Regions from separate parts of the Danio rerio genome. Here region 2 is linked to region 1. Evidence: chromatin contacts called from public Micro-C data. All regions are on one chromosome and are shown on one strand. Each heading gives the region's core, a stretch centred on a gene start, on an enhancer-like site or on the middle of the called end of the contact. The rest is flanking DNA. Distances are from core to core; before and after follow the strand shown. Region 1 holds the start of bhlhe40 (basic helix-loop-helix family, member e40). Region 2 holds the start of setmar (SET domain and mariner transposase fusion gene).

Region 1 (2,587 bases), core at 45-2,544:
CACATTTGATGTGCCGACCTTTTGGTATTATCAAAAACTCACCGATTTGCAATCCATTCTGCAAGGAAATGATCTTCTGTTGTTGCTGTTCCAGCAGGTTGTTAAGAGCCTTCACATGCTTGAGTGTGAGTTCCAAGACAACAGCCTTCTCCAAGTGTCCCAGAGTCTAAAACAGGAAGAACCCAGATAAGCATGTTGATCTTTCTTATGTAACGCTCTCCGCAGCAGCTCAGAGAGGACAAACCTGCACTGAGCAGGAATGAAGACACTCCTCTCTGCTCACCAGTGCATGCACATGTGCGTGTTAGAAATATTCAAATTCTCCGAATGACAATCTAACACGCCTTGTTTAACATGCCAGATACAGAATGCCAAAGGTGAAGGTTTTATATAATAAAATATAAATCAAGCACATTGTAGGAGCGTGACTAATCCAAAAGCAGGACAAACATGATTTATTCATGATCAACAAGCAGGTGGCGCTTTACACTACAACATAGTGAGGAGGTGAGCCCATCCACTCCCATATTACTTACAGTGAGTTTAAGGTGTTCGGGCAGCAAATCCTTCAACTGCGCGATGCACTCGTTTATTCGGTCTCTTCTTTTCTTCTCGATCAATCGATGAGGCAGTTTGTACGTATCCTGGGGGTCAGCAGATAAAACTATATATTAACTTCGATGCATAAAAACAAGCAAAAAATAATAAAAGGCAAATTGCGCACTTGTTTAGAACATCAAAATACATTTAAATAAGAGAAAGGTCATAAGTAAAAGCGTGCGCATTCATATTTGTGCGTAATTACGCATTCGTACCTTACTGTCCTCACTGCGCTTCATTCCTCGTCTGGGTTTATACACATACATGGGAAAGTCCATTCTATAAAATAAAGTAAAATAGAGCCAATAAGAGAACTGCGTCGCGTTCACAGACACACACAAACACACACACTAAACAGCTTGAGGAGACTGACTTACCCTTGCATGTCAGAGATATCCAGCGAGGGGTGTTTGGACATACACGGAGGAGGCTGAGCACTGGTAATCCTCTCCATTTCACCCTAGTGTCTTACTGGTGTAAGAATAGGGTAAATCAAAAATAATAATAACAAAAAGTAGATACAAAAATAAAAAACAATCCGTTATTCTCTTATCAAAGTCCACATGTGTTTTCCTCGAATGAAGTAGTTCTTTCCAGATTCAAGCCTCAGCAGTAGGACGCAGAAGTGATGTTGTTGTGAGGTGGAGATGCAGGAGGCGTTTGTCGGCTCCGGTGCTGGTTAAATGAGTGTATGTGGGTGGATTTGAAGTACGTGTTAAATAAACCCTGTGACTGCAGACACGTCTCGAGCTCCAGTCACATGAGCCTCACGTGTGTGACGGCGCTTTCAGAGCTCAACCCATTTACAGCAGACCGCCGCCCTCCCGTGTCCCGTGTACCACCATGCTGCTCGCTCGCTCTATCTCTCTCTCTTTCCCCCCGCCTCTCTCTCGCTCTCTCTGCGCGCAGAACAACAGCTCTTCTCTCGGAGGCTTGTTAGTCCACTGTGTAATGAGCGCCTTATCCTGGATTGACTTTAAAACGATGATATATATACAAATGTTGACATGGCTCCGAGTATTGTATGAAGAATAATTATACTTAAAAACATTTATTGCAAATGATTTTCATAATTATTCTTGACTGAATTACAAACATAATCAGATCATTAAAATGTGTTTGGATTTTTATCTGTTCTGTACTGTCTGTGGATATATTTCTTTGCAAAATTAGCAGTACATATTATAAATTATTATAGTCTTAATATAAGAATGCGCATAGACTCGTTTTGAGTTATATAACACATGAAACTCATTTTACAAACACACACATTGTTCATGTGATCAATTTTACTTATTTAATTCCAATATATTTTTGAAATATATTAAACTACGTGCCTATATTAATAATAGTGTTAATGTAAAGTAATATTTATCAGCTATATTATGCTAATAAACAACTACATTAAACAATACAAATATATTAAATAATTTGTGTTTAACAACTAAATATAATACAAATATTTTAAATAATAAATATAATCATGCAGTGCTCATACATATTATTAATATGATCAGCTGTAATTATTGAATTTTATATATTGCTTAAATATAAAGTATAAGTATAAATTATATTTATTATTTTATTTATTAATTTTTGTTTAAATAATCTGCATAAAAATGCATTAATCTTGGATATTTATTTTTAAAAAAGCATTAAACATATTTCAAATTTTAGTTTATTTACCAAATCGCTCGGTGTGTTTGCATTAAGGATTATTTTGTTATTCTTTCACAAACACACAACACACGGCTCCAAATGTGTGCGTGCAGCCTGCCGAAGCTTCTAGACAGAAGCGGATGTGAAATGAATAATGTCCAGAACACCTGTTGCGCTCCATCAATATAATGCAAGTATTCATTAACAAATTCCCCTGACATGATGCTGGCACATGAACGTGCACGGCACCGTTGTCATGGTTACACAATAGTAGCAGATGCGCGCGGGAGCTAACGCGCCGTTATTTCACACCGGGAGCATTTGGCGC
Region 2 (2,587 bases), core at 47-2,546, 290 kb after region 1:
ATGTTTATTATTATTATTAATAATTATTATTACTATCATTATCATTATTATTATTGTGGTTTATTGTGAACATTTAATTCCCTCTCTCAGCATGACCTCCTAAATTGTTGTGATTTTATGTCTTATTTATTCACTTTATTTATTAATAAATACAGTTAAAATTATTTTTGGTTAACATATCGTTTAAGGTTTAATTTCTGTTTAAAATCTGTTTCCAGAAGGTATTTAGTAAGCGACGTGCAAAATTTGCATATTTATCCAGCGTTTTGTTTTTTTGTTGATTTTATTTTTTGCCTGTTGGCAGTACTTAATTTATTATTGAATTATATATTTATTTACTGATAAAAATAGATTCCCAAAGCCCCCCTATATAAAAAACTCTAGACTCTAATACACCTTGAAGTTTCAAAAAGGAAATCTAAACATGACTTCATCCAATGTTTCAATTTTTGAGCTACAAATGTATGCAAATGGGTGCATATTTAATCACATAATGCCTCGTTTGGATGTTTAGACAAAGTTTTTAAAAAACTTGTAATAAAAAATGTTTGCAATTCTTAATTTAATCAATCATTAGGGGAAGTACGGTGATCACCATTGCAATTTTTAAGTTATTAAACTGAAGTGTCTTGCCATTAAGAGATAGTTCAACCAAAACTAAACATTTTGCCATCATTTACTCACCCTTAACTTGTAACAAACCTGTTTGAGTTTCTTTCACCCGATAACCATTAACTTCCAGAATATTTGTTTTTTATACTGAGTGTCAATTTCTACTGGTTACTAACATGCATCAGAATATCTTTTGTGTTTCACTGAAGAAAATAAAATCATGAAGCCCTTGAAACCACTTGAGGGTGAATGAATAGTGAGCAAAATTGTCATTTTTGGGTTAACTATCCCTTTAAGATTTACTTTAGAAATGAGTATGAAAGAACACGAAAGTGCTGCCATCAGGTGGTGGTGTGGCGGGACAAGTCATGCAATGTAATTCTTACTATTTTTTTTAAATCAACTTCAGGGTTTCTTGGGAGCATTTTACGACTACAAAATGACTAAAATGCCAATGTACTTGTAAATACTGTAACGAAAGAAGATGTGACTACCTGAAAATTGGAGAGAGCCTCTTTAGGGACACTGTTTTCGATCAAAACAGGAACATTCTCGAGTCCGCCGCTCAAATCCTGGCTGTAGGATCGCATTGTGTCTTTATGTCAATTTATGTATGATTATTTTGCGGGAGAGAACATTATTTACTTGCGGATTGTTTACAATATCGATGGGCACAAGCTTGAAAGAATCAAAAAGAGGCGGAAATGCTGCTTGCACTTGACAGTAATACAAAATAAAAGTCCAGTTCATGAGACCCGTTAGGTCAAAGATGTCCAAACGGTCCAAACCTTTGATTTGGCCCTCCATCCCATCTAAGAAGAGAGGGAAAGTTTAGGGGAGGGTTTTAGTTAATGGTTTTAATATCCATTGTCACTTCTAATTTAATGTAAGCCTTCATTTGTTAGTTTTATTTTCTAAGCTACAAAAAAAAAAAAGAAAGAAAGAAAAACTAACTTAAAATAAATGTTTCAATTAAATGTTGTAAATGAATCCAATAATAAACTAATAAACTCTATAGAGTTTTAAATTTAATTCTCATGTCTTCATTATAATGTTTATTATCAAAAAAATGAAATGGATTAGGTAATATGATTAAAATAATGTTTTCTATTTATATTTAAATAAATGAGGAAATTATTCATGGAAACTTCGGCTCATGGCCCTATTTCAAGTTTGGTTTTTGCCCTTCATAAGAAAGTGTTTGGCCACGACTACGTTTTAGGTGATTTGATATATTGATAAAAAACAAACAAACAGAAAAAAAACATGTTAAATGATCACGTTGTATAAATAATTATTATATATAAATATCTGACATGAACTTATAAAAAAATGCACGTTTTAGGTAAAATATAAAAACTGTTGTTTTTATTCTGAGATTTTAGAAAGTGAGATGCTGAATATTCATGTGTGTGTGTGTGTGTGTATATATATATATATATATATATATATATATATAAATATATATTATAAATATATATATATATATATACATACACACACACATTTACACACACACACATATATATATATATATATATATATATATATATATATATATATATATATATATATATATATACACACACACACACACACACACACACACACACACACACACACACATTTACATGTGTGTGTGTGTGTGTGTGTGTGTGTGTGTGTGTGTGTGTGTGTGTTGGGAAAGGTTATAAAAGAAATGCATTACAGTATTGAGTTACTCCCCAAAAAAGTACTTACTTATGTTATTTAACTACTTAAATAACTTTTTATAGTAAGTATTGTGTTACATTACTTTTGAGTTACTTTGCATCACTGTTTATTACCTGGCTAAGACTTCATCTCTTTCAGAACTTTTTCCCCCCTATTTTTTAATAGAGGAACTTACTTAATATAACCTCACTTTACACACTGTATAACCTGCACCTACATTTCCCTTAAAAGAACATAAAAAAAAAAAAATATATATATATAT

The links. Hi-C and Micro-C count contacts between places; a contact is called where the count stands out from the background.
Region 2: a Micro-C map of caudal fin shows a contact between it and region 1, with 11 times the contacts expected there. The contact joins the promoter of setmar here to the promoter of bhlhe40 in region 1. A contact is called at or near these places in 5 of 18 Hi-C or Micro-C datasets (caudal fin, embryo, hematopoietic stem cells and 1 more) and 2 of 4 datasets of contacts at active chromatin or transcription factors (caudal fin and embryo).

What each region holds. Positions count from the first base shown.
Region 1 is chr11:38,147,140-38,149,726 of GRCz12tu, forward strand. It overlaps bhlhe40 (basic helix-loop-helix family, member e40), which reads right to left and starts at 1,295. Exons shown (of 5, transcript NM_212679.2): 1 at 978-1,295; 2 at 816-879; 3 at 537-644; 4 at 43-166. The coding sequence starts at 1,054.
Region 2 is chr11:38,432,464-38,435,050 of GRCz12tu, forward strand. It overlaps setmar (SET domain and mariner transposase fusion gene), which reads right to left and starts at 1,297. Exons shown (of 2, transcript NM_001113600.2): 1 at 1,107-1,297. The coding sequence starts at 1,202.